Regions from separate parts of the Danio rerio genome. Here region 2 is linked to region 1. Evidence: chromatin contacts called from public Micro-C data. All regions are on one chromosome and are shown on one strand. The core of a region is the stretch at or near the end of the contact, and the rest is flanking DNA. Distances in the headings are between cores, read along the strand shown.

What was found. A called contact is a pair of places that touch in the nucleus more often than the background predicts.
Region 2: a contact with region 1 is called in a Micro-C map of caudal fin, with 2.9 times the contacts expected there. The contact joins the promoter of crtc3 here to the enhancer-like site in region 1. A contact is called at or near these places in 2 of 18 Hi-C or Micro-C datasets (caudal fin and an unstated tissue).

The regions. Positions count from the first base shown.
Region 1 is chr7:52,412,335-52,419,863 of GRCz12tu, reverse strand. The region is part of intron 6 of crtc3 (CREB regulated transcription coactivator 3); the gene reads left to right. Among named protein-coding and RNA genes, the nearest start is that of adamtsl5, 57 kb to the right of the region's middle. Within about 2 kb of position 3,438, at least 14 of the 62 cell types and tissues checked have an H3K27ac peak or open chromatin away from gene starts, as enhancers often do. A contact at or near this core is called in caudal fin, where this site is marked.
Region 2 is chr7:52,471,899-52,479,427 of GRCz12tu, reverse strand. crtc3 (CREB regulated transcription coactivator 3) reads left to right here and starts at 4,288. Exons shown (of 15, transcript XM_073907312.1): 1 at 4,288-4,410; 2 at 5,451-5,679. The coding sequence starts at 5,548.

The sequences.
Region 1 (7,529 bases), core at 2,189-4,688:
TTTGCTATTCCTGATGACTTCATCAATAAATTGTATAGATCCTTGCCTAACCGCATGGATGCAGTTCTTCAAGCTCATGGAAGTCATACAAGATATTAAATGTGGATCTCACAGCACCACTACTTAATTTGCTGACATATTATTGTATTTGCAGTAAATTTGTTTTTAAAAAAATTTAGATTTTCATACAGGCGACAGAACTTTTGTCTTGCCAAAATTTGACCTTTCTGTTTTGATTAAATAATAAATCTTGTTTCAGTGAAACTAATTTATTTCAGTGCATTAAACATAATTTGGGAGGGTTTTAGCTTTTCATATGAACTCTTCCTAACACCAATGGATTAAATAAAAGTCAGGTTAATAGCAGGTGTTTCTTCAAATTAGATAAGCGACAAGAATTTTGTCAGGGACTGTAGAGGCATATAATTTAATGCGGTACAGTAACGTGTAACTTGCTTGTTTCGGCTGTCTTCATTTTAAACGTTTCGTGATAATGCGATGGTTTGCAGTATCTGCTTGATTCCTGCTGAATCACGTTTCAGGCACACACAATCTAGCACACATGATCTAGGCAAACCATATATGGTTAATGATGGATCAATCTTCATTTTTTCTTGTTTAGCGACGACTAACTGCATAAGAGCATTATCGCCACCTGTTGAATTTCACAAATATGGCGATCGAGACTGCTCGTGCTAAGATCGCCATTCGTTAGACTGTGAACAGTTTAGGATTTCCCCCGTTTCAGTCATTATTTTATCATTATATCGTACGTAGAGTTGCTGAAGTTTGCCCTGCACACTTGCGTTTTTTTAGAAACGCCTTTAGTTTGGTGCGTCAACTTGAGAACGCACTCAAGTAATTGCTTCGTACTGTTTTTTATTTTTTATTTTTTTTACATTCTACAGGTGATTAAAAGACACAGACGTTTCGGCACAATGTCTTCCTCAGTGCGAATCATTATTATATTGTAACAATCATTTTAACATCTGTGCAGTTTTGGAACTCCAATTATGTCAATAAAAAGTATAGATAGACTGTCTAATTGTAGGATTAAGTAATAAACTAATTCAGGATTTTAATTTAACAGTTAATCTGTATTACTATATTTGTTGATACTATAATTATCACAAATAAGCAGTACTTTATGGTTGAAAAACGCTATATAACAATATAACAACAATATCTTATTTACTATAAATTACTATAGTATTTAACGTGGGAAATCATTAATAAAAAAATTATTATTATTAAAAGGTTATTAAAAGCAAATAAATACTATTCAATCACTGGAGTAAAATATTAATATAGTGTTTTACATTTATTAAATGTAAAAAGATTTGTAATAAATTTAAAGATGTATTATAGCCTAATATGTTTTTACTTGCTAATATTTCCTTCATTATAATGAATCCAGCGAGGCAGTGGCGCAGTAGGTAGTGCTGTCGCCTCACAGCAAGAAGGTCGCTGGTTCGAACCTCGGCTCAGTTGGCGTTTCTGTGTGGAGTTTGCTTGTTCTCCCTGCCTTTGCGTGGATTTCCTCCAGGTGCTCCGGTTTCCCCCACAGTCCAAAGACATGCGGTACAGGTGAATTGGGTAGGCTAAATTGTCCATAGTGTATGAGTCTAAGTGTGGATATTTCCCAGAAATGGGTTGCGGCTGGAAGGGCATCCGCTGCGTAAAAACTTGCTGGATAAGTTGGCGGTTCATTCCGCTGTGGCGACCCCAGATTAACAAAGGGAAAATGAATGAATGAATATAATGAATCCATTATATAAATGAAACCTGTTCAATTTAGAGTGTTTATACTGTATCTCTGAAAAATGTTTCAGCAAGCCCAGCAAACAAGTATCTGCTATACTGACTCTGTCAGATAATAATGACTGATCAGATAGAAAATGTTCATTCTATTATATTGAATGGCGATCGGAAACAATGTTCCCCATTCACCCGTCACGATTGCCATATTTGTGAAATAGTATACACTATTGTTTATTGTGTACAATATTTGTAGACAATATATAAAAATATATTGATGTTGATGTCCGAGAAGACATTAATAACATTAACCTCCGTCGTAACCATATATGGTTTGCCTATATCTTGTGTGCCTGAAACGTGTGTGGGTCTGCGGGTCTGCAGTTGGATATTATTGGCTGAACTGGGCGGATTGTGTGACGTTTGATTCGGGGGATGTTCTGGGGGCGGGGTTTGCGTGCTGTGATACAAGCTACTGGCCAGACAGCGGAAACGCGACATGATTTGCACCTCACTCCTCAAGCTCGGCCTGGCCCGGCCCAATAAATGCCCTGGCTCGCACTGTCCTGACAATGAAAATGCAGCTATTGAGATTGCTTACTTTATATTCAATTATTATTATGTTTTAAATTATGTATTTATTTTATTCAATAATTTTTTTTTCATTTATTAAATATAAGTTCATATATATATATATATATATATATATATATATATATATATATATATATATATATATATATATATATATATATATATATATTATTTTTATTTTATTTTATTTTTTTATGTATTTTTATTTAGATTTAAAAAAATAAAAATTAAATACATTTTAATAAATTAAATAATTTTAATAAATTAAAAACTTTTATTTGTTCATTCATTTAGTTATTTATGTATTTATTTATTTTGTATATTTAATAGGTCATAATAGGTTCAAAAATAACACTCTAGGCATTTTCTATAGCATTGATGCTCTATAAAGGATTGAGTAAAACGTTGGAGTAGAAAGACTGAAATAAGCATTTTCTTGTATAATGTGCTTAAAGTTTGTTCACCCAAAAGTCAAAATTGTCTTCATTAATTCACACTTTGAGTTTCCTTTGTCTGTTCTCAGCCTCTTCCAATAGAATGTTGGACCGGAAACCATTGACTTTTCTTTTTTTATCAGCTCATTGTCTTCAGGTATCCAACATTCTTCAAAATATCTTCTTCTTTTGTTGTTTGACAGAAAAAATAGAACTCCTTAATATTTTGAGTGCTTAAAGATGAATAAATAGTGAGTACGTTTTCATTTTTGGGTGACATATCACTTTAAAGTTAAAGTTAGTTATATAATATGTGTATAGGTCATTTTAGATAAATGTAATTCTAGAAAATACTTCACATATACTATTAATGTGTTTTAGACATTTTTATACTGCAAGTTAAAACGCGACTCTGGACTCAAGCCAAAGTTCTTCTGTTCTAGTTGTCCTTTTTTTCCTGACAGTTACAGCATTGAATAAGACTCTCAGTGAGGGGGAAATAAGGTGTCGCCGTACTTTTTTGTTTGATTCATTGTGCGTCGCAGTTGGGCGTCTGAGACCGGCAGCTTTGCTTTGCTCAGGCGGTGGAGCTGGTTGATCTGGCTTCAGGCCCACGCTGCATCAGTGCTGGACCAGCATCAGCAGAGGAAGCAGAAAGGAGGGTTGTTTTCCACAGGATCTCTGTGGTCTGCGCAAAACAATGCCTCTCCATTGATTCACTTTGCTCTTGTGGTCACAGATTTCTCCTGATATGCATTTTTCTTTTTTTGTCCCTTCATGGGGGTTTCCTTAAAGAGACAGTGCACATTAACACACTTTCAATCCCTTTTTTGTAGTTTGCGTCCTCAGTTTTCAATGGGTGGAGTGAGTGAGTGTGCGCTCAAGGAGACTCATTTCAATGAATCAAATACTTGTGTTAGCTCGGGCAAATGTGCAGCCTGAACTGAACTCTGCTTTAAGTTAATTATATTTTGGGTTCAGTACTTTTATTTTCTTTATCATTGAAAGATGCTTAATTAGTTTTTTTTTTTAAATTGACTGAAAATGCATTTATGATGTTACAAAATGTTTCAAAAAGGACTAAAAGAATCCAAACACACAGTTAAAGTCAGAATTATTAGCCCCCTAAATTTTCTTTTTAACGTAAAGAAGATTTTTTCAGCACATTTCTAAACATAATAGTTTTAATAACTAATTTCTAATCACTGATTTACTGATTTATTTCATCTTTGCCATGATGACAGTAAATAATATTTGACTAGATATTTTTTCAAGATACTTATATAAAGCTGTACTAGATTTTTCAGGACACTATTATTCATCTTAGGTTGCAATTGAAAGCCTAACTAGGTTGGGTTAGCAAGCTTGGGTTATTAGGTACAACAGTTGTTTGTTCTGTAGACCAGTGGTTCATTAAGTGGGCGTTGGGACCCCCTGGGGTGTCTCAGGCCAATAACAGGAGGTCGCTTGGTGATCAATAAATAAATTTGATTAAACTACTAGAATTACCATATTTTAACCATAAACCATAAGTGAAAAGCCATCAGCCTTTTAATTTTTTTCCTAGGATTGGTGTGTTTACGTTCGATTAACAACACCGCTATAGCGTCAGCTGCAGCAGATTGATTTTATAGCAGCAGGTTAATCTTTCTGACACCTTTATGGCAATCAAATAAACATTGAGGATGATCTCTGAGTGGCGTCCTCCAAAATTAAACTTGTGACTTATGACTTGTGCTGAAAACATTGTCTTCATCTTAAGGTGAGGTTAATATTAAATTAAACAAATTAATAAAGGACAATAAAAACGATATGGTTATTAGACTGTTGCACTGTTTTGTGTTGTCAATATGCTTTTGTTTATATAGGGCTATTGTTATGTGCGCAATATTTGTGAATTTGGGGGTCACTAGTCATTGACATTGTTATTTTAGGGGTCGTGGGGTGAAAAGTTTGGGAACCCCTCCTGTAGACACTTGGAAAAAAGAAGTTATACCCAAAGCGGCTAATAATATTGGCTTATGATATAGTTTATGAAAAACTGTTATCATTCTAGCCAAAATTAAACCGGTAGGACAAAATATTGTAAGAAAAGCTGTGAAAAATTCCATGCTCTGAAAACATAATTTGGGAAATATTTAAAAAATAAAAAAAATCACAGGAGGGCGAATAATTTTGACTTCAACTGTATGTTCATCAAATAATGCTTAATGAAATGTATCATGGTTTATGTTTATGAATCGTTTGTTAAATTGGCATATTCAAATGATTTTTGAAGGATTTTGTGACTAAAGACTAGATAATGGCTGCTATAAATTTACTTTTTCATTCTCAGGAATAATTTAAAATCCGACCGAGATTCCGAGATTTTTTTTTTTATGATTTTTTGAGATTAAAAATGACTTTTGAGAAATGATTTTGTAGTGGTAATTTCCAGTAATTTGAAGACAATTTTGCGATTAAAAAAAATAAAAAAAAATAAAATAATAATATATATATATATATATATATATATATATATATATATATATATATATATATATTAATAAAAAAAATTATATATACAGTATATATAGTCTGACACAACGACGATGACACATCATAAAAATAAAGCTTCTTTATTTTGATCTCTTGTCAAGACAAGAACTAAAACGGTAGGGATAACTTTTGATTGTATAACTCTTTATATATATATATATATATATATATATATATATATATATATATATACACACACACACATATATCCACAATCTTATTATTCTCCAATTTAACTCACCGGAGAATCTGACATGTACCTCACTCAGGACTTGCGTTAGGGCTTCCCCTACTGTAATACACCAAAAAAATGTATTGCTGTAAAACTCGTCAATGGCAGGGAAGCGTTTTCTCTGGTTACCTGCAGGGAAAGAGTTAAACGACATCCTTTATTGATTTGACGCACACTATAATACCAGCCATACATGTAAAACACAAATAATGTCCTTCAATTTGGTCTTCATCTTTGTAAGCATCCAGCAGCTGTCATCCTTGAATCACTCTCCATCATTGTAAAGCCTGGTTTATACTCGACGCGTCCGCTACTTCGCTTGATTGTATGCGGCGAATGTGACGTCATCACGGAGTTTGTGTAGGTTTGCTTTGGGTGCGCGTCACATGATTTCAATCGGCGGAGCAAATGCTTTGTTTTTTTTTATACTTGAGCGAACAGTGCACATGGTGCAACATTTGATTTGGGTTGAATATGAATCACTTTGAAGAGATTTTGTCTGAAACAGGGTGACTGTACAGACATCTTTATAATCCCTGATCATAGAGATAACCAGATGACCAATAATTCCTGGCTAGAAATTGCAACAGCCGTGGGAAAGGAGGAAAGTTTTTGTTAAAAGGTTTGGGAAACCTGAGGGATACGTTTGTTAAAGCCAAAAAGGCCCTGACAAAAGTAGAGCGACTAGGTACACAATTACAGAAATATGTTTTTCCACCAGTCATGGGTTTTACACTGATGTATACATTACAATTTTGAATTTAAAACAATTTAATATCAAAACTATAATTAAGGAACTAATCATTTCTTTGATAACTGGAAAGGAATATTTGAACCTATCAGTTTACATATACTGATGCCCTGTTTTTATAGGCTTTATTGGTGATAATGGTCAGGAATGTTGGATCATTATTTTCTTTTTAGCATAAGTATAGGACAGAAACTAGTCAGAGAGTAATGTGTGAATTGTGAAGCGGGCTAAATCTAAAATAAACTTTAATAGGTAAAACTGTTCGAGATATGAACAAAAGCAAGTGATGCGTCAAAGTTTGATTTTGAAAAAAATCTTGAATGGTTATAAAATCTTTATAATTATTAAAACAATTAATAAAAACATTAAATATATTTAGTTTAAAAATATTGAACGATATTAATGATATGATGTTGTTCCTGAAACTTTCTACTTCTCTGTTTATTCGTCTGACTTTACGGTCAGTTTATTTTGACCACCCCCTGTCGTTTTAAAAAATATCACAATGATGAACGCGGCGAATATAAAAGCCTTGTCCATTCTGGGAGGTGCGCGCGCACTCAGCGGAGGTGTGCAATGGGGAAAGTATAAATCCAGCTTAAGCTGCTTGCTTTTCTGTCTGTTCCATTGCTCTGATTTGTTTGCTCAAACTTTCTTTTGCAGTCTAAAGCATATTAAACGCACAAAACGGCCAATTCGCACCACAGGATGGCCAATCCAATATTGACTTCAAATGTAAATCCCTTGTGCCTGTAAATTCGCGTCTGCTTACTGTACCCCCACCCCCCTTTCCATGTAATGTAATGATTGTGAAGACGCAGGAGAGACGTCATTTTATGAGAGACACTCAAATACATCACATGTCCCGCGTATGCAACTGCGTGTATTAATTGCAAACTGTAATTAATATAATTTGATTATATGGTTTTGAATTAGATGTTTTATGAGATTGTTTGCTTTTTTTCAATTATTTTGTGTTTAATTAAGAATTTTGCAGGTTTGCAAAAATGTGCAACTTTTTGTTGATTTTGCGTTGAATTCAGCGATCGCAGAATCACAAAAAAACTAAGGGCTCTGCTAAATGTATCAAAGCTATATTATAATAAAAAGTATTTACAATATTACTGTTTTACAGTATTTTTGATCAGATGAATGCAGACTTTATTTAATTTGATATTTCTTTAATATTTAAATGTTTTGTGTGGTATTGTATAAAATGAAG
Region 2 (7,529 bases), core at 3,039-5,538, 59 kb before region 1:
AAATAAGAAAGAAAACAACTGAGACCTATACCAGTCTGGAAAAGATCATAAAGCCATTTATAAAGCTTTGGGACTGCAGCGAATCACAGTATGAGCCATTATCTACAAATGACAAAACATGGAACAGTGGAGAACCTTCACAGGAGGTAGTGTGATGGTGGTTTAGGACTGCTCTGCTGCTTCAGGAACTGGAAGACTTTCTGGGAATTCTGCTGTGTACCAAAATATCCTAAAAGAGGATGTCTGGCTATCTGTTAGTGACATGAAGGGAACAAGACAATGATCCAAAACTCATGAGCAAGTCCACTTCTGAGCGCCTTGAGAAAAACAAAATATAGATTTTGGAGTGGCCTAGTCAAAGTCCTGACCTGAATCTGATTAGGATGCTGTAGAATGACCTTAATAATAATGATAATAATTAATAATAATTGTGTATTTTATTTGTAAAGCACTTTTCTTAAACCTAATGTGCTAAAAAGGCCGTTCATGCTTACAAACCCTTCAATGTGGCTGATTACAACAACACTAAAAAGATGAGTGGAACAACATTTCTCCACAGCACTGTAACAGACTCCTGGTAAGTTCTCAAAAATACTTGATTGCAGTTGTTGCTGCTTAGAGTGACCCCAACCAGTTACTTGGTTTAGGGGAAACACTTTTTTACACAGGTCTATGTATTTTTACATTTTGTTTTTTTTCTTATTAATAAAATCATTTGAAAGTGTTTTATTTCAACTTCATTTCAAAACTGCATGATGTGTTTACTAATGTGTCTTTGACTTTATATTTTAATTTGTTTTATGAAACATTGAAGTGTGAAAAACATTCAAAAACTAAGAAATCATTTAGGAGGCAAACACTTTCAACACCACTTTATACTTTTCAAATATGAAAATTGCAGTTATGTGCAAACATGACGTTTGTAAGAGGTCATTCAATATACACTGTGACAGGATCAAGCAGTCATTTTTCAAAAACAAAAAATAAGCAGTCTGTATTATAATTATAATAGTTACACATTGCTTGATGAAATGATTATTGGAACACAAAGTGGGGATGAAAATAATGTGGGACAAAAGTAACAAAGCGATTTTCTTGAAGCACTGACAGCATTTGCTTTCCAGACTATTTAAAACACATTCTACATGCAACTCTTGATGGAGCTGCCAAATATTAGCTGTTGTGTTCTGCAGTTAGCTCCAAATTTCAGTTTTTCAGGGCAGAAAGTAAATTAATTTAACCTTTCTCTTTTCACATCACAGTAATGAAAAATTAGTGCAATAACACATCCTTTAGTTCGAAATGTCTGAGTTTTTTAGTTTAAAAGTAAATCAGGTTTAAATGGCAAGAGTTCCAGTGATGACTGAAGAAATACTGTTATTTATCTCCCACTGCTGATAGACAAACCTTATTTTTCACTTTCACTTTAGAGTTTTCAGTGTTTGGATTCAGATGTTTTATAAAATTAATCCATATTGCCAATAACAATAAAACGAAATTAAAAATTGTAGTAAATGTGAACATTTTGAATTGTTGGATTGTTTTTGAAATATTTGATGGAGCTGAAATATAAAACGAAAATGCAAAAATAAATGACAAAATATGTTTGCAGTTAACATTAACAAGGTTATAGTTGGATACATTAAAATGAACAAGATTAAATCAGTAAATCTAGAAAATGGGTAATTCTTTAATTACGGGCACCTTTATGTCCTTTGATCTTATATCCAAAAATATCTATGATTTTGTTCAAATTCCTCTATCTTTGTCAAACTAACAATAAAACCTACTTTAAAAAATGTACTAGCTTTCTTTTATATATTTTTTCATATTACTCAACCACCTTTTAGGTGTCAAAATCACTGTTTTCACCTTGTTGCACACCCAGTTTTAAACTTCAACAATGAGTATAACATTTTAAAAGATTATTTATCTGGTATCTATTAATGTATCTTAATTAAGCACTGGTGAAATAAATAAATATTTTATAGTTATTAATGTGAGACTATTATCAATATTATTTTTGATACAAAATATAGCTGTCCCACAGTATCTGTGTCATTTCCACCACAACACTGTAATGTCGCTTTAAAAGTTTGTATGAAAGATTATTTAGGTGGGATTATTTAAGTGATATCTGAGAACATCTTGAAGATGGAGGGAACTTACATTTTTATTAACAACACTTAAAGAAAAATCAAGGTAAATATTGCTGGATAAGGAAATACATTTATTCTACCTCATTTTGAAACCTGTTGAACCTTCAAAGATGTATTTAAAAACCAAACAAAATGAAGGTAAATAAGAGTGTTTTGTATACATGACAGGCTAATATTAATTCAAAGCTAATCGGTGAAGCTATTTTTCATTTTTTTCCACAATAAACTGTTCATTCAAATGTTATTTCCATCACCACACACATTAAAAAAATATATTTTAAAAGTTCTCATCACACATTTAAAGTGTATTCACAATGTATAAGTTCATACTCTATTTAACATACAAATTCAGTTTATTTATTTTTGAATAAGCTCTTAACCAAATTAATTACATTTTTGAGTGTGACAGGTGTATAATTCAGCATACAACTAATTTATTTCATTGACAAATGTATATTCATTATATATATATATATATATATATATATATATATATATATATATATATATATATATATATATATATATATATATATATATATATATATATATTGCGGAAAGATTGGTTAAACTAGACACAAAAATGATCTTAGACAATGTTTGACTGCCATCATTTATTTTAGTTTGAAATAAGCTCTATATTGAGATGTGCTGGAATTGACATTTGTTCAGTTAAAAAAAATGGGAAAAAATGTTTCTCTATATCTAAGTTTGTCCTCTTACAGATCTTCAAACTAGACAAATTGTTTAAACTTTTAAGGCTATGTAATGCTAATTTTGAACAAGTTTTTTTTTTTTTTTTTTTTTTTTACTTAACTTTACAAGGCTAAAAGTGCCTGTAGAATTTTGGTTGAAGTTGAAGCTTTTTCAACAGAACTGTGTGTTGGTATAGTGTGTCCACATTCATACTGAAGTGATAGAAACTCAGCAAGTCTCTATTTTTTTTTTAATTTCCTGACCTTAAAGTAGGACCCAAATCCCTGTGATTTTTAGGCCCACCGCAACATGACCTTGAAGTGCAATTTTCCCGCCCACTGAATTGATTGACAGGCGCCATGTTTCTATAATAACAAGTACACACATGCACACAGAAGATTTAATTGCAAACAAACTGGGATTAAAATATTTTTTAAAACTCTGTGATTTTTTGTTAGTTTTATAGGTTTAAAACATTTTTAAAACAGAGCATGTTTGTAATAGACAGTAAAATTGCTATGTAATTCCTAACTACTATAATGACCACGGGCGCAAGGTATCAGTAAACGCTAATATATATGTGTGTGTGTATACTGCAAGCATCATTTGTGTGAGACTCATCATTTCAGAAAGGCTTGAATAAACTCCACCACAAATACATCAAATAAACTTACTTTTAAACGTATTTTTTACGAATGACCTGTATTTCAGCTTCATCCATGTCTGTCTCTGTCACTGACTGCTGTTTATCTGATGTAACGCATAATGAGAAGCAGACACACAGGTGGAAACGGTGGGCAGAGAGAAGCAGCTCATTTGCATTTAAAGCCACAGGCTACAAAAACAGCTTCAGTATACTCAGACATCAAAATGGGCAGATTCTGGATTATTCTATAATAAATAATCTGGTGGGTATTTTAAGATGCACATTTTAAGACAGACACATTCTGGAGACACCAAAGGCTTATCATACACCTTGTAAAAGGGGAAAAATAGGTGCCCTTTAAAATGAGGTTTTTATAAAAAAAAAAAAGGTTCTTTCATCCCTACTCATCCCTATTCTTTGTAAATAACTGTTAATGAAATCAAAGATGGCAAACCTGCTACTTCAGCCTTCTGCTGTCACTTGATCCTTCAGAAACCATTTAAAGAGGCTGATTACTACTCAAGAACAATCTTATTATTTACATTCACTATATATTTTTAACAACAGATAATGCTCCGAGTGTTTGATCCTTTAAGATTCCTCCTTTAAGATTTTCTGTTTTCTTCCCTACTATAAATACACTTTCTGACAGTGGCCTGCGTTATGTGTGCACGCATGATAAGTTACACATTCTCAGCGTAAATATGATGTGTGTGTCCCTTTAAGGGAACTCCACTGCCTCCTTGTGGACACAACTTATAAAACAAAAAATCGCTTTGCAGTTTTGGGGCAGGCTTGAGTATTTTCTCCTCGGCTTGTTTTCATTCGGAGTGAGGGATCGGAGTTGACAAAACAAATGTGCGGCGTGGAGTCACGAGCGGGAGCCTCGCAGTTCAGCTGGATGTACAGGTGATGGACACGGAGAAGAAGAGAGAAGAGCGCAGCACACGCGGACCACACGATCGCATTTCACCGCTGCACTTCGCGAATCAGTAACATCTAAACATTTAGGCAGACTCGTGTGTCAACAGCGGTCGATCAGTGGCCGCAGGACAGCCAGTGTCTGTTGCTCACTTTCAGCCGCTAACGTTACTTTGCTGCGAAGTTGCTGTCGCGCGTACCTGTTTAGACGAGTTTTGAATGCGTAATGAGGTTTACATCGGCGAGACCACTTGTTGAAATCTCACGAAACTAACTCAAGTGTTGTGGACAATCAGGATAACTGAATTAGCTTTATAAGTGATTCTTTAACAGGTCGCACGGGTGTTTGCTGTCATTTACAGTCGGTTTGAGAGAAATCGCTTGTATTGTTTTGATTATCATATTGCTCATTAGCTGGTTAGCTGTCACGGCTGACTTTACGCCGTACATTAGCAAGCAATATCAATCAATTACGCACATTCAGACAGTTAAATCACTAGCTGTCAACCTTAATTCATAAATAATGGTAGGCACTTAAATATTTATGCGGAATCATGAAAAATGCATAATTAAAATCGCTCTTGTTAGAATCCAAAGTATTTAGCCTGCTAGCTAGAGTCGCTACTGAACTTGTTTCGTAAATCCAAGTGAAACATTTCCAAGTAGAAGCTTTTCTGTTTGGTATCGTGCAGTATTTTATTTCTCATCCTGTTTCTTACGCGATACAAAGCAAGAACTACTTTTGTGATGCCAAGCGAAACTGATAATTTAGCGATGTCCAGTTTCCTGACAAACTTTTAGCAAATTCGGCTCATCGCCTGTATACAAATATTGACATTATTAAAATAAAAGGAATTCCCAGATACCATCGATAATTGGCGCTCAAGCGAAATTAACTCCATTAAGTTGTTAATAATACGCTTTCATCGCATTTTCCAGCTCATTAATGGTTGCAAAGCTCTTGTCATTAAAGCGACCTCGTCAAACATCATTAAAGAGACTGGACTGCACTCTTCCTCGCTTTTCAGACATGGAGGGACAACTTAAGCACGTTTAACTTCTATATCGAAGACATTCAACTGTCAGTTCTCTGCGAAGATTATCACGAAACTCTGCGGCCCGACCATGTCTGGATCCCCGGGCTCGAGTGGCTCCAACCCGCGGAAGTTCAGCGAGAAGATCGCGCTGCACAACCAGAAACAGGCGGAGGAGACGCGGGCCTTCGAGCAGCTCATGACAGACCTCACTGTCTCAAGGGTAAGCTCAGCCAAATTAGGAAATTACCTCGCTCCATCGATCTCATACATTAAATTCAGCTGTCTAAGTTTGTCCTGTGCGCAAATGCGTCAGTGAGAATGTGAAATGAACGTTCAATCGAGCTCGTGAGGAGGGATGTGGATGTCTGTAGCACCGCTGTCGCACTGCACGCATATTGATTCATATTGACATCATTAAAGGGCTGATGCATTTAATTTAGCTCATCATATTTGCTAGTCAACACTCGATCAGAGGTGAAGTTAGTTGTATTCTGCAAACGTATTTCTTTCTTGGTGTACAGATGATTTGATTGCAGAAGTCACCATGGCAACCATAGTTTCTACCCAAGATGCCACAGTTACTACAGTAAAACAGTGGTAACATCAGAGATGTTCTTACTACATTTAGGGGCTTTGATGATATTACATTAGACAGAATGGCTGCAAAATCAGCATTGGGCATTTGGTTAAATTCTAGTCTGTTAGATATTTCAAAATTTTGTTTAATTCACCCATTACCTCATTATGCAAAATAGTGTGCTTGAATAAATAAGCATCAGTTTTATTGCTTTGTTAATGTGGCTCTGATTCTCAGCAGGATTATTAAAGAAGGAAATTTATGTATACGCTTTTTGTAATGAATAATGTACATTCATTTGTAAATTAACCCAACATTAAGTCCTAAAGCAGAAAGGCGCTAAAATGATAAGGATTAGTTAGGTCAAAGATGCTCAAACTAGGACCTGAGGACCTTTGATTTGGCCCACCATTAACATGCCTTTAACAGAGAATTCTTTATATTTGTTTTATTGATCAACTAAAAAGTTGAAATGAAATCTTTGAATGAAATTTATTTGTAAATGAATCTGATTATGAATGTAAATACTGTTACTCAATGGACAGAAGACAATGCAGAAATGTCAACGAGTGGGAGCGAATTTAGGATGTTCATTTAAGAGGGGCTTAACTCCTTACAAGTAAAAAAAAAAAAAAAAATATATATATATATATATATATATATATATATATATACACACAGTTGAAGTCAGAATTATTAGCCCCCTAAATTAAATTAGACCGCTTGTTTATTTTTTTTCCTATTTCTGTTTAACCGAGAGAAGATTTTTTTTCAACACATTACTAAAGATAATAATTTTAATAACTCATTTCAAATAACCAATTTATTTTATCTTTACCTTGATGTCTGTAAATAATATTTGACTAGATATTTTTCAAGACACTTCTCTACAGCTTAAAGTGACATTTAAAGGCTTAACTAGATGAATTAAATTAAGTAGGCAGGTTAGGGTAATTAGGCAAGTTATTGTATAAAAGTGGTTTGTTCTTTAGATAATCGAGAAAAAATATAGCTTAAAGGGGCTAATAATTTTGTCCCTAAAATGGTTCATAAAAAATTCAAAATTGCATTTATTCTAGCCGAAATAAAACAAATAAGACTTTCTTCAGAAGAAAAAATATTATCAGACACACTGTGAAAATGTCCTTGCTCTGTTAAACATCATTTGAAAAATATTTTAAAAAGAAGAAAAAAAATCAAAGGGGGCTAATAATCCTGACTTCAACTGTATATATAAACCTAATATTACATTTATAAGTAGTAATTGAATAGTAATACACTTAAAAATGTGTTTAATATGGGTTGTATTCCACTTTATTACATAGACAGCCACAGTCATTTGAGTTCTGAATAAGCCAAATAGGCTCAACCCACCTGTTTACTATAGTAAAAAACACTTTCTATATTCAAGTGCATTTTTTATTTCCATTTATTAAATCAGTGACAGTTTAAACGAGTACATTCTCTAAGTGCTTCTGTCACTTGGTTTAATC